Linked DNA regions of Mus musculus: region 2 is linked to region 1. Evidence: chromatin contacts called from public Micro-C data. All regions are on one chromosome and are shown on one strand. The core of a region is the stretch at or near the end of the contact, and the rest is flanking DNA. Distances in the headings are between cores, read along the strand shown.

Region 1 (7,357 bases), core at 2,655-5,154:
ATTTCTAAAAATTACTTTTTTTTTTTCCGAGACAGGTTTCTCTGTATAGCCCCGGCTGTCCTGAAACTCACTTTGTAGACCAGGCTGGCCTCGAACTCAGAAATCCGCCTGCCTCTGCCTCCCGAATGCTGGGATTAAAGGCATGCGCCACCATGCCCGGCTAGAAATTACATTTTATCTGAGTATTTTGAATATGTGTATGTGCTCCAGTGCTCGAGTGCGCGCGCGCCATTACTTGTGTATGGATGCTGGAGGACAGCTCCCAGGAGTTGGTCCTCTCTTTCCACCACGTGGGTCCTCGGGACTGAACTCAGGTCATTAGTCTTGGCAGGAAGCATTTTTACCTGCTGAGCCATCTTACCAGCTCCCAAATAATTTTCTTGGAAACAACATAGTCTCTGAAAAGCATATGGCTGGAATCACATTCCTTTAGAGCTAGTCATCTTTCTGGGAAATCTAGCCCTCAGATTTCGGATCTCCATTCCTCAGTCTTCAACAAGCTAAAAAACCTTTTTATCATCACAGATGCCAATGAGGATAAGACATTATAAATACCCATCTGCTGCCACATTGAGTTTATCAGCTAAAGTCATTTAGAACTATCTAACCCATACAATACAGGGAGCTAGGATGCTCAGGAACGCCCTGGCTAATTCAGAATCCACTAATATTTGCAACACATTCTTTTATTTAGGGTTGGATTCAGCAATGGCAGTAGAGCCATTGCGAATATTTCCAATTTTTTGAGTCAGAGTTGAAGTTTAAGAATAATTTTGACAGTTTCGGAGAAAGTAAAAATGGGGGAGCTGGGTTGTGAACTCAGGTCTGTTTGCCTCTTCCAGCCTAAGATCTTAACCTCTAGGTATTAATCCTTGTTTTCATGCTTCTTGCCCAAGATCATAGTCTTGGGGAAGACACGATGTGAATGAAGCCTTCAGATAGGATCCTCCCTCAACTCGCTTCTGGCCTGGGATGAAGCCACACTTCAGGAGATGGACAGGAACCTGGACTGGGAAGGACAGAACATCTCTTTCCCCCATATTTGACTTTCTGTATTCATATGGGCAGATCTGAATGCTGGTTGTCTTAGTATTTTACTGCTGTGAAGAGACACCATGAGCAGGGAAAGTCTTATAAAAGAAAACATTTAATTGGGGCTGGCGTAGAGTTTCAGAGGTTTGGTCCATTATCATCATGGAACCAAGAATGGCAGCGTGCAGGCAGACATGATGCTGGAGAAGAGAGTTCTATATCTGATCTGCGGGCAGTGAGGAGACTGTGTGCCACACTGAGAGTAGCTTAAGCATAGGAAACCTCAAAGCCTGCCCCCCACAGTGGCACACTTCCTCCAGCAAGACCACACCTCCTAACAGTGCCACTCCCTATGGGCCAAGCATTCAAACACATGAGTCTGTGGGCACCACACCTATTCACAACAGCACACTGTCCCTTGTTTGGGAGTCTCACCTTTTATCCCTCTCATACATCATGCTGGGATGCCTGTTCTTATGAGTCAAGTTTTGGAATAAAAATGCCCCGTTTCCATTTCTTAATAGTTTTTCAAGAGCACACATACATATAGCATAACTAAAGACACAAACTGAACATTGAATGGGCATTTTAAAATAACAATAAGATTCAAGGTTTCCCTGGACAATCTAAGTTTGCATAATTTCCATCTTTATGATCCCATTTTATTTTGGTAGTAAATAATTCTGATTCTTGAAATAGATGAAAAATTTACTTCAAATATTCAATTTACTTGTCAAATGGATATTGAAGGGACCTCTACTGAGTGAGCCATAGTGTTAGGGATACAGTATAAACTACACGGTCTCTGACCTGGTGTACTCTGAGTCCTTACCATTCTTAGGTAATGGCCTATGTTCCCTTTTTTGGTTCAGCTGTTCTTGGTGTCCTGAGTGGAGGCTTCCAGCTTCCTCCAGAGAAACAACCCTGTGCTGGGTCTCCAGTTGCTCTGGCTCAAAGTCAGCTACTTCCCACACAGTTCTAGGTGGGGCTTGCTTCTCTGAAGGCAGAGGGCTACTGACCTGCAAAACAAAGTCAACATCAACAAAGAAAATCGGAGGAAAGGAATTGCAGTCCCAACAGAGACGTTAAAGGGCAGGAGAACTGAGGGGGGAGAGGATCTCCACGGACGGAAGCGGGCTCACAGTCATTTGGGAATATGGGAAAAGGAGAGCGCTCTTTATTTGTGTATTTTTTTGAGGGGTCATTACTACAAAGTCCTCTTATATATCAGGTGCACAGAGAACTAATCAGAACACTAGTGAAGTGAAGAATCACAAAATCAACTCCTGAGCACACCCTGTGCAAGGTGAGACTGTAAACCTGTCAGACACTGAGGACTTCACACGGTTAACAAGAGGGCGCTGAGAATAACTACAGACCGGCAAGCAGGGACATAGAAAAATGATGATCTGGCCGTTAAACTGGATGAGCGCGGAGGAGCACGGCACAGAGAGTATTTCACAGGACACCTGCTGGAATGGTAAGGGTTAGGGAGGGCTCTGGAGATCCATGAGATCTCCCTCTCCCACCAAACCCTGTGAGGCATTAGCTATTTAATACTGTCTCTATCGTTTTGGTAGAAACATTATACTGAGGATTAGAACAAACAAACCATACTTTTAGTTTAATTTGCAAGATCATAGTTCAACCAAAATTCTCTCCTCCATTTAGTATGAATTTCAAATCTGCTTTTTGGGGAATTTGGTTTCCGGATCTTTTAAAAGTCCCATTTATTTCTATAATGAGCTCTTCTTCCAGAAATGTAGCCCTGCCCACCTGCCTTTCCCACCACATCCCTTTAAAATCCTCGCTCACCTGCTTTCGAAGTCTTCTGGTCTCTTTCTCCAAATGCACTACTAGGGCCACCGCCTCCTCTCCGCTTTCTGGACATTGCTTCTGCGCCCAGGTCTGAATCTTCTCAGGCAGAATGGTGAGAAACTGTTCGATTACCAGCTGCTCGAGGATCTGTTCCTTGGAACGCATTTCTGGCTTCAGCCACCGACAGCAGAGTTCCCAGAGTTTACTGAAAGCTTCATGGGGTCCTGTCACATCCTCATAACAGAACTGCCTGAAGCATTTACGGAAGGACTCACATTCAGTGCTGCCTGATCTTTCCAGAATGGGCTCCGATACCCACTCGGAGTCCTTTTCCACTTTCATTATGAGGCACTCCTCAACTTCCACGTCGATCTGAGGGTTCATGACAGTAGCCATGATCCAATGGGGCCAACAGGTCTAGCTCCAAGTCAGGGCCCAGAGAAGCTTCCGAGTGCCCTCCACTTAATGCCCTTGGAAATATGGGACCGTAGAGACATAAAAGACAGCAGTTAGCTGGGACAAGGAACTCCAGGCTGATTAATCAAATTTGTACAAGGCTCTTGAAAGGGTGAATGTGCACCCACCCCAAAGTCTGCAAACCCGGCCTCTTATCCAATCAAGATGCGCCCCCTCCCATGAGGTTCTTTAAGGTGCAAGGTCGGAAAGACCTTAGGTTAGAAGCTAGGCTGGAAGGGGACCCAGGGGACTGATGCTGGGCGGAGGCGCCGATCGGGAGGGGGTGTGTCCGCGAGGCGCGGCCAGCCCTGGGGTCCTGGTCCAGGTCCAGGCCGCTGCAGGTGCCCACCAGGGGCGCGAGCGCAGGAATGTCCGGACTCGCAGCGGCGCCTGCAGCGCTCGGGGTTCCTCCGCACGAGGATGCCGAGAACCTCGGCCAGAGGGGAAGAAGCTGCGGGATGAGGCTAGGCCTCGCGGGGGGCGGCGAACGGCTGGCGCGCTGCCCTGTCAGCTCCGCCAGCGCAGAGCGCGGGGGGCGCTGGGAGCCGCGGCCACGCATGCGCCGCTCGCGACCGGGGTCCGTGCGAGGCTTCCTCGCGGGCAAGGAGGGGGGCGGGAAGGCATGCGTGGAGGAATCTCGCGAGAGCGCGCAGCACCGCGACTTGCCGCCGAGGGACTTTAGGAATGAGGGTGAAGGGAAATTCTGGGCGGAGGGACACGCTGAGGTCTGATCCTATTCCTCCAGAGATTGTGAAGCAGGACGCGAGCTAGCGTCCTGCCTCAGGCCAGGCAGACGTTGCGGGAGGCTGGAGTAATTTCTTTAGTGGAAGGGGTGCGCGCGTGTGTGTTGGGGTTGCGGGTGGAGGGACTTCTTTGTGACAACTGGCGGAGGGATTACAGTCAGCATCTGGCTGTGCATGGATTGCTACTGTCTGGGAGCCTTGGTTGGAGCCAGGACTCCTGAGGAAGGATGTGTGGCTAGCTCTGTTCAAATGTATGGTCAGGAGAAGGCTTATTTTCATTTTGGGGAATCTCTTAATTACCCAAGGCTCTGAGGTCTGAGTAGCCAACGGGCTATCTGGGACCTAATAGGACCGGGCCTAGATTCCCCTACTGCTGCAAAACTTCATAGCTAGATGTCTCAGAGCCTGCTGGCTCATAAATGTCTGTCCTGTAAGTGCCTACTTTGTGACAATGTTTTAGGCTCTTGGCATCGTTAGTGGGCAGCACAACTCTTATTCTCAGAGGCAGGTAGCTTATTAGAAAACAGACCAATGACTTATTTCTCAAAGGTTTTGCCATGATTTGGCTAGTTCTAGCATCGAAGCGGCATAGAGAATACCATAAGGATAAATGGCACGGCATAAACTGAAGGAAGGTCAGAACGGAATAATCCGCGGGTGCATCTAGTTAGTATCTGCCACGGGAGAGATGGAGCCAATACACAGCCTGTTTTAATTGCATTTAAAGATAGTATTATTGAGTACTGGTTTCTTACCAGACATGGTGGTAGGTGATAAGCAAAACAAGATCTCCTATCATTAGTAGTTACAAATAAAGTTCTGTATACCTGGGGTGAATCCTTCCAAGAAGAGAAACACATTCAAGATTTGGTTTAGGTAAGAGGTCTGGGTGAATTTCTTGGAAGAAGTAGTACTAAGGATGAGATCCAAAAGACAGACCTCTAGTGGGGATTGAGCAAAGACTGGCCTTCACAAGAATCCCATAGAGAGGATGAGGTTGTCTCTATTTTAGAGTTTAGGGCGCTGAGACCTCAGTAAGGGTGGTGCAAGCGCTAAAGGTGATGGGGAGTCATGGGATGAGAATAGGGTCTTTTATGTACATGGCCCTCTTGTTGGTATTAAGCCAGGTGCACATCTCAGCAGCTCAAGGTCACAAACTTGAAGGCTTGTTGGACTTAGGGAGATTTACCATGAACTGTGTGAAGGAGAGTATAAGATAAGAAGGAGCTGGGTGTGATGGCACATGCTTGTAATCCTAGAACTTTGGAGGTGGTGGAGGCAGCAGGATCAAGAGTTCAGGGTTGTTCTTCACTACAAAGCAAGTTTTGAGGCCAACCTGGGCACACGAGGCCCTGTCTTAAAAAGGTTGCTAGTTAACTATTATGTTTACTTGAGCACCAGTGTTTGTGTCTTGAGAGCAGAAGAGCACATTTGTCAGCAGAGAAGTGAATCCACACACAGGTCAATAAATGCAAGCTGGAGACATCAGAGAGTGGTAATTTTCTTAAGACTCACTAGGGAATGGTAGGTTCTATTTCTCCTTGTAGGTGCAGCCATTAGTCTAGTCTCTTGCTGCTAGACTGGGAAAATGGATCAAGACTTACCAGATCAGGCTAATTAAAGGAGGCTGGCTAGCAGTGGTATAATCACACTTTGGAATAACTGGGAAACACATCCATTCTACACACTAGGATGTTAGCTTAATGAAATATGAAATAGGATGTAAAATAATTTTTGAGATAATCTGGCTCTGTAGCCAGCTGGCCTTGGCTTGTAATCTTTCTGCCTCTACTACTGGAATTCTGGGGTTATAGGTACCCGTAACCATGCCTGCTTGGAAGTGCTCCTCCCTTTTGTCTCGGGCTTGGTACAGGAGTTTGTCAAGGGAGGTACGTGGCAAATTTCCATTTGTTCCTGGTCTAGAAATTGCTCTCTTAAGATCTTGCTTCAGAAGGAAACCATTATTCTTAGATATCTGTACTTCTCTGTCACTTAGACAGAGTAAGACAAAAATCTCAACTTTGCTGTGAGAAGTTGCAGCCTGTCTTCTTTAAAGTTCTACCTGGAGCTGAAGACATTTGGACTCACTTTTATTATCTGCTAGGGGTGGGGATTGTTAGATGTTTTGGTCTTTCAGAAGTACACAATTATATCTTAGTGGAAAATTTCAAATATCTACAAAAGAATTAGCTCATGTTCCTGTCTCCCAGCTTTAACTGTTAACGCATGGCTTATCTGTCTACTCCATTCCCTACCTAGTCTTTTGATTCAGAAATATTTTGAAGCAGATCCTGAGTGTTTTATGTGTTCTGTGAAAGCATCGGAATGTGTTTCAGAAAGTCAGGGGCCCCGGTTTGAAGCAACTTCACCAACATAATATGCCCACTGCAGGTGCATCAACGATTCTTTTGAAGGGACAGTTGCAAAGGGCAACAAAGGCTCCCAGAGTTGGTAATGTTTACTTTAGCACAAGCGTTTTCGTCTTAAGAGCAGAAGAACACATTTGTCAACAGAGAAGTGGATCCTCATGTAGGGCAATACATGTAAGTTGGAGACATTGGAGAGTGATTGTTGTTGTTGTTGTTGTTGTTGTTGTTATTATTATTATTATTATTATTATAGACCTCAATTCCTGGGTAGATCACAGACATCTTACTCTTTGAACCCAAGAAGAGCATTTTACCCATTGCTGCTTTGGTAGACCTTCGCATCACAGATAATGGGTTTACAAGCCTGCTTTCCTTTGCTTCTCCTCTGTCCATGGTGCTGACCCAGCAGCCCTTTGGCTCCAGTCTGAAGAACTGTAACTTAGTTTGGTTAATATGATTTAATATAGGGTCACAGTAAAAGTGAGCATTAAAAATGCATTAAACAGCTGCATGAAGTGCTGTATATGCCTGTGCCAAGTAAAATTAGCCCCACATTCCAAGCTGGAAAATGTCCCAGGAATACTGGTTAGCTTTAATTTTTTGTTTTGTTTTGTTTTGTTTTGTTCTCATAAGAGAAATAGCCAAGCTCAGACAAATACCACATGTGTATTTGTGTGTCTGTTTCAGACATGTATTTTCAAGTATTTTTTTAAAACAAAGGTAATTAATTGTTCATTTTACAAATTAAAAATTGCCTTTTCACTGGCTAATAACAGTAATTGTCACCATAAATATAGTTCTTAGACTATTGAGCAATACAATAGTAAGGAATGTTAGACCATTTCCTCCTTCCATACTGACAGAGATAGGACAGAGACAGACAGGGGCTTGAATTTAGAACCGTTTGCATGCCAATCAGCTTTTCTACCACTGAGTTAT
Region 2 (7,357 bases), core at 2,122-4,621, 480 kb after region 1:
GCTTTGAGTCACAGCTGTCATGTTCTCAGCAGTTTAGGAAGTTACACTTCAGTGAACTCTGTGGACTGGGATAGAAGCAAGGGCATGCATACATTTTTCAGGGACAACATTTTAATAGGAAAAGAAGCAGGCAGGTTCTGAGCCAAAATTTAGATCCAACTAATTATTGCTGGCCACCACACATCAGGCACACAGCCAGGTATCTTTTGCATATGTTAGCTAATTCAATTCAATCCTTAAAAAAAAATTCAGGTGACTCTTATCATTCTTTATTTAACTACATAGAAAGTATGCAAAAAAAAAATCTGCTCGGAAGCTATTAACTAGTAACTAAGGTTACTAGTAAGGTGTGTCTTGATTCTGTCACCTGAAGATGCAAAAGCATAATACAGTATCATCATAGAAATTGAGACCACACTTATCAGGCAGGGCTGTGGGGTGCATGAAAGGTGAGACTTCCAAAGGAAAGAGGTTGAAGTTTATTAGTTAGGGAAAGATCCAAAAAGGGCATTAACAGAGGCGAGAAGCATTCCTCAGGGGCATTGATCCACTTGCTATTGCTGCCTAGGATGAATAGAAATGAGGTGTTGGGAGGCCTGGAGATGCGTTGGGAGAAAGCTGTGAAAACTCAGATAGGCCTGAGTGAGCACGGATGTTGGCAGTGGAAACAAAACACAATCCTACTTCTCCTCTCCAGACCCAGTGGGCATTGCAGCTTGGAGTTGGCATTCTCTCTACATAGCATCTTTTTATTCTAAGTTTCTTAAGGACATGTTCTCAGGGACCCCTTTTATATAGAGAAGCATGCAACTACCTCAGTATAGATTGCACAGAGTTTCTCTCTAAGAAACAGAACACACACACACACACACACACACACACACACACACACACACAGAGAGAGAGAGAGAGAGAGAGAGAGAGAGAGAGAGAGAGAGAGAGAGAGAGAGAGAATGCATGCCTCTTCCCCATCACTTCTTGGACATGGTGTTTGACCAATAAGATGTCATTCATTGTTTGTTTGTTTGTTTTGATGTCATTCTTTTAGGTATCAGAAAGAAAAGGGATCCTGAGAAATCTTCCTGACAAGATTTCTCAGATAAGAGTCATAAATGTGCAGGCACAACCCAGATGGACAGGGGAAAACACAGAGCCTGTAGGCTCTTCTGGAAGGCCTGAGTTCTAGATCTGAGTTTTCAGGCTTAGTTGTGGTTTGTATGTGCTTGGCTCAGGGAGTGGTACTATTAGGAGGTGTCTCCTTGTTGGAGTAGGTGTGGCCTTGTTGGAGGGAGTGTGTCTCAGTGGGGGTAGGCCTTAAGACCTTCCCCCTAGCCACGTGGGAGCCAGTCTTCTGTCTGCCTTTGGATCAAAATGTAGAACTTTCTGCTCCTCTAGCCCTATGTATGCCTGGACGCTGCCGTGCTCCCACATTTATGATAATAGACTGACCCTCTGAACCTATAAGCCAGCCCCAATTAAATGTTGTCCTTTGTAAGAGTTGCCTTGGTTATGGTGTGTCTTCACAGCAGTGGAAACTCCAACTAAGAGAGTTGGGTATTCAGAATCAGTAAGTAGACTGATCCTCCAGGGAAAGTCTGCAGTTTTCAACCATTTGGAGTCGATTTAAACATTTTCCCTTCTTCCTGCTGCCTGCCAGATATCTACTATCAGCTTGCCCTTTCTGGGCTACATTTTAACACCATTTTATGAAAAAAATTTGTTTCCCAAGTCTGAGAACACATCTTTAGTGAGAACTGCATACAGGGCAGGTCTGTTTTGACTGCCGAGAACCGAGAGAGTCTGAGAACTGGGGGTCAAGAGCAGCAAGGCTCTGGCTTCAGCATCCTAGTGCCCTAGCTAGCAAAAGAAGTCCAACCCGAGGCAGTGGCAACATTAGCAGACACCGAACTTCCTATCTGACAGCTGCACTTGGAGTTGAAGGAGGGCTGGATGAAGTGGCATTTCTGTCAGCTTCAGCTGGTCCTTCCCATTAACATTACAGTAATGGAGTTGTGTGGTGGTTGAAGAAAAGCATCGCTAGTTACAGGGGGTGATTTACAGGACACCAGACTCCGTATTTCAGAGTCTCCTGTGTACCATAAAAAATGTATTATAAAGGAATAATCTTTATCTGAACCGAAGCTGCGGTGTGGAAGACTCATGTCCAGCTGAGAGCAGCAGCGAGCTTTTGTTCACCCAGGGAAAAGTCCCCGGTCTTCGTCATATTTGATTAACATTTTTCCTCTCTTTGGCACTAGGTATCTTGTTAATATTTAGACATTATATACATTTTCTTTCAACTATTGTTCCCATTATGAGATCAAATAGAACAGGAGAAGCCAGCCTCTGCAGCAGAAGAGGGAGAAAGCTGATAGTCTGGGTAACCAGCTAACTGTGCCTAGCAGGGTAGAGCACATTAGAGCCAGTGCCAGTACTCACGAAGAAGGGCTCCTGAGAGCCTCCCTAGATGGACGCTCCCCCAGTTCTAGGTTCCATCTTCCCCTTCTCCTGCGCTAAAGGCTACAACAAACCAGTCCACTTTAGAATCTCGCAAAGCCTTTAATACCACCGAGTGAGAGGAGGGATGGAAATCTCTCTGCTAAGCACAGGCACCTAAAATATTCAGTGAAGTGACACGCAGACATCCCTCTGCTTATTTGGTGTTTGGAGGGATGAGGACCCCAGTCTGTGTCAGCTCAGGGAACCCCAAGCTCCCTTAGCCCGCAGTGCCTCCCACAGGGCACAGGTGGGTGCACCTGTGGTTAAAGGGACCCGGTAGGGGACAGCGCCATCTCCCAGCAGAAAGTACAGTCTCTGGGTGAAAAGGCAGGGGCAAAAGCTTCTAGTCTGGGAAACCTTGGGGTCTGTGTCAAAGCTCCACCCATCAGGAGCCTCAAAGATAAGGCTGGGGAGGTGGAAGTTGGGGTGGGGAAAGAACTGCATCAGAAAGCAAGGCAGGAGAAAGCTAGGGAAGAGACAGTCAGAAATGGGCTGAGTTTTCTCAGAGTCCCATCGGAGGAGACCTGGGGGAACTTGTCACTGCTAGGATCTCAGCTTCTCCAGCGCAGGACGGTCCAGGCCAGCTCTGGGTTACAATTCCCTCCAAGAGTCTGGAGCGAACGCTGGCGAGCGCGGACACCTCCGACTCCCGTGGGAGCGCAGCGCTAGGGCGGGGCGAGGTCCTCCGCGCGCGCTTGGCGGCGGCTGGCGGGGGCCGGGATCTCCGCTCTCCCGGGCGCCCCAGCCTTGGCGCACGCCTCCGCTCTCGCGCACCCCCTCCGCAGGCACGCGCGAGGCGCACCCCTCCTTCCCCGGGCGGCGGCGGGCGCGCGCCCGGCCCCCTCGCCTCCGCCCCTCGGCGCCGGTCCTCTCTCCCGGCAGAAAGTTAGCAGCAGGGAAGGAACTCGGGGCTGCGGGAGCGGTAGCCGCGGCAGCGCGGGGAGAGCGGGGCGCTGCGCACGGAGCAGGTGCCGCCGCGACTAGGCGCCCCCCTCGGGCTCCTGGCCTGAGGTTGAGGGGGGCGGCGGGGGCTCGCGAGGGGAGGGGGCCATGCGTCCGGGCTTGTCCCCGGCGCAGCGGGACGGCAGCCAGGGCCGGGGGCGCAGCGGCGTCGCTCCATGCAGCCGGGGCGGCTGGGCGGCGGCGGCGGCGGCGGCGGGGGCGGCGGCTGAAACCATGTCCGGGCAGCGCCGGGGGCCGCCGCCGCCGCGAGCCGGGAGCCGCGATGGCCCGGTGGCCCGCACCGCCTCCGCCTCCGCCGCCGCCGCCGCCGCTCGCCGCGCCGCCGCTGCTGCCCGGCGCCTCCACTAAGGGGCCGCCGGCGCGCAAGCTGCTCTTCATGTGCACCCTGTCCCTGTCCGTCACCTACCTGTGCTACAGCCTGCTGGGCGGCTCGGGTTCGCTGCAGTTCCCGCTGGCGCTGCAGGAGCCCCCGGGATCCGCCGCGGAGCCCCCGCCGAGCCTGCTGTCTCCCTCGCTGCCGCCTCCCCGCGTGCGCCCCGGCGCCTCCTCGCCGCCGCCGGACAACGCGAGCCGCGGGCCACCGCCCGAGCCCCCCGAGCGCTTCACGACTCCTGCGGCCGACGGCTGGGGACTGGCGAGCGGCGGCGGTGCTCGGGACGCCTGGCCCAGGAGCCCGCCTGCCCCCGGAGACGCGGTCACAGAGCAGGACGCGCTGTTGGGGCGCGGGGCGCAGGAGCCAGGCGCAGCCGAGGAGCTGGAAGGCCGGAGGGCGGCCAACGGGAGTGCGGAACGGGGCCCCGCCAGCACCCCTGATTATGGGGAGAAGAAGCTGCCCCAGGCACTGATCATCGGGGTCAAGAAAGGAGGGACACGCGCGCTGCTGGAGGCTATCCGAGTCCACCCGGACGTAAGGGCAGTGGGCGTAGAGCCGCACTTCTTCGACAGGAACTACGAGAAGGGGCTGGAATGGTACAGGTAGGAGGCTGCTGCGGAGTGCCAGACGCATAAGGGGTCCCGAGAGCCCATAGCCAGAGCATCCAGGGGAGGGCAGTGGGAGCCCTGGCCTGTTTGCGCAGAGTCCCGGTACAGATGAGAGAACAGGACTCCAGCTAAAAGATCACTTTATTTCTGGGAAAGGGGAGGAGCAGGTGCCTTGGAGAACTACCAGGCTTCAAATCTGGGAATCCCCAGCTCTCCCGCCTGTCTGTGGGGTGTTTCCCAATCCAGGCCAATACAGGGCGCTGGGCTTCTAGTTGAGAACAAGCGGAGGAATGAGACAGGAGAGCTAAATTGACGACGAGCTTTGAGATCCCCAGGAATCAATCTAAAGCGCCCTCAAAAGCGTTTGTGTGGCTGGAATCCAACTTCAGTGTTTTAAGGTCAGAGCAAAATGAACAGTTAAAAAAAAAAAAAAAAGACGGTGTAGGCGCTTTGGCTATTTCCTACCTCTGTAACTTTATGTTCCTCTTGGCTGAATGAACACTGGGTTGATTTAGTATCAGGAGCCTAGGTGTCTAGATACCAGTTGGTGCTATAAGTATGTCTGTGCCCTGTGCAGAGATCCTTCTAATTTGAGCATCCTTGGAGACAGACTGGAGTTACTTCTGCTGGGAGTTATATACCTCTTTCTGACAGGACACCATCAGGTGTTGGAACTGCGAGGGAGGAAAGGAGCAGGAGAAAGTTAAGTGCAGGTCAGATAGCGATTATCTGTCTTTCTTGCCAGCCCCGACATTAAAACAACATTGGTGCGTGCACATGCTCAGAATGCAAGCCCCTTTCTCTCTTGTCCCTCCTCTTTCCTCCCTCTTCATATCTTTCTGGATAACAGATCTGGACGGGTGGCCCCATCTCGATCACATTTCAATAATTAATTGCAACTGTCAAACAGAAACAGAGCCCTTGTCCGCTGAAGCGATGCTATCAGTTCCACAGAGCCAATAGGTAAAATGTCCTGTGACAGGGTTGCTTTCCTGTGGAAGAGACATGCTTCCTGGGTTTAGATTACAGCCTGGGAAAAGTTTGGGCCATTATTTTGGGAATACGTAATAAGCATGTGTGTTGTGACTGTTTTCTCCCACTTTTGAAAAAAATTGTCTTGTGCCTTAAAAGCTGCAGAGAAGTACACCGAGCCATAAACATTCCAGCACATCACACTGAGACAGGGAGTGTGTCTGTTAATGTCTTGTCTGTTTCAACAGCAAGAACTAATTGGGATATTTTAGGAGGCTTCAAACAGTCCCTTCCTATCAAAACATAAAACAGCAAGTGCCTAATTTAACTGGAAAAAAATCCTTATTTATAACATCACAAGCCATGGCTTCCAGTTTGTGATTATAATTAAAAAGGTGTTAGGATGATTAATGCAACAACAGCAAAATAAAGACAGGGGAAGATGTCTGGGAAGGGTTCAGCTGTTTGCTGGTGAGCTACAGGAATGTCCTGATTTTTTCTGTGGGGTAGCTTTAGCCATCGGAGGGGAAGCAGGCATCCCCCCTCCTGGTTCTAATTTTAAAGCTGCGCATCTTGTGGGAAGTGTCAGATGCCCTTTAAGAGAGGAATAAAGATCAAATCTTGCAGCATGTGTTTTGGGTGGCTTTGCTGCAGTGGGGCTACAGAAAGAAGTGATTTATTTGGATGACCAATAAAGTTCACGGGAATGCTTGAACGAGGAAGTCCCTATCTTGGGGCCAGGAGAGTTTTCTAAATGAAAGGAAAGAGATGATAGATTTCTTAGGTTCTTTTACAGTGATGCCAAGATGAGATACATAAGCTACCTCACGGTCATGGCTACCGAAGGTGTGCGGTGTAGAGATAATTCCAGCCTCCTGATCCCAGCCAACATTTGTGGCATGTGTGGCTTGGTATTTGTTAGCCCTTAGTAGAGCTGCTAAACACAAATGGTATGCCTAGGGCAAGGTCAGCTTGGGCCCAGGTATGAGAACCATTTGGTATCTCTTGGTCCTCAACCCCTGGCCCTTATTCTCTTGCCATATAGAGATGCAAGACTGAGTGATGCTGATTGGAAGTAAGGCAGAGACTCTCTTTAAGAGCAAGCCTCATGGAAGTGTGTGACCATCTAACAACACAGGCTCCATTAGCCACTGAAACATGGCTGATGGAAAGACTCCTGGAAGCTCCTGGGGAATCACTGGTGAGCTTCCCAGCCTCACAGCTGTGCTTTGAAGACATTTGTGAGACTTCATTAGTCTTGTCTTTTCATGCCTGCCCTGAGCCTCTCTCCCATGTAGGAAGAAGGGATGATAGATAGATCCTGATGTAGAAATCTGAGTAGTGGCTTTGATTCAAACCAGTTGTAGAAACTCTTTGTCTTGGTTCCCAGAGCAACTCTAGACCCTAAATGATGGCATCTTAACTTGCCCGTGCCATGTCTGCTGTCTACAATCTGGTGGCTTCATTGAAGAAGCACAGGTTAATTAAAGGTTTTAAATTTTCATTATGTATTTAACCATTTACCCTTCACTTATTTATCGTTTGAAATACTCCCAGTTGTCCACTGGTTCTGCAAGTGGTCCTGGATTTTGTGCTTTGAGCAAGAAGAGCTGGGACAAAACTGGAGCTGCTGTCAATGTGACTGGCTTGGGCTTCCCTCCTAGCTAACAAATCAGCTTTAGCAGGTTCATTTCTGTGGCATCACTCCAGTTGTCCCTAAATCCGGGTTTTCCTTTGTACCTATGCTGTCGATCTAATGGAATGTAAAAACACTTCGAAGATTAGAAGATGTACATGCGATTTTCAGGGCAGCACTGGACTAATGGATTAGGATGTGTGTATTCAGGCTGTAGAGATGCTTAGCCTCAGCGGTGGACTGACCCAGACGGTCAATGGTTAATAAGCCTGGTGGATCAAGCCCTCTTCTTCTGTCTTTCTGTAC

Evidence for each region. Hi-C and Micro-C count contacts between places; a contact is called where the count stands out from the background.
Region 2: a contact with region 1 is called in a Micro-C map of embryonic stem cells, with 6 times the contacts expected there. The contact joins the promoter of Hs3st4 here to the promoter of Zkscan2 in region 1. A contact is called at or near these places in 2 of 39 promoter capture datasets (embryonic stem cells and liver), 3 of 484 Hi-C or Micro-C datasets (embryonic stem cells and nephron progenitors), 8 of 115 datasets of contacts at active chromatin or transcription factors (embryonic forebrain, embryonic stem cells, forebrain and 1 more) and 1 of 9 other capture datasets (embryonic stem cells).

Annotation. Positions count from the first base shown.
Region 1 is chr7:123,496,722-123,504,078 of GRCm38.p6, forward strand. Zkscan2 (zinc finger with KRAB and SCAN domains 2) reads right to left here and starts at 3,905. Exons shown (of 7, transcript NM_001081329.2): 1 at 2,848-3,905; 2 at 1,865-2,051. The coding sequence starts at 3,246.
Region 2 is chr7:123,979,457-123,986,813 of GRCm38.p6, forward strand. It overlaps Hs3st4 (heparan sulfate (glucosamine) 3-O-sulfotransferase 4), which reads left to right and starts at 3,372. Exons shown (of 2, transcript NM_001252072.2): 1 at 3,372-4,437. The coding sequence starts at 3,725. Gm26974 (a long non-coding RNA gene) reads right to left here and starts at 3,998. Exons shown (of 4, transcript XR_003946874.1): 1 at 3,869-3,998; 2 at 1-65.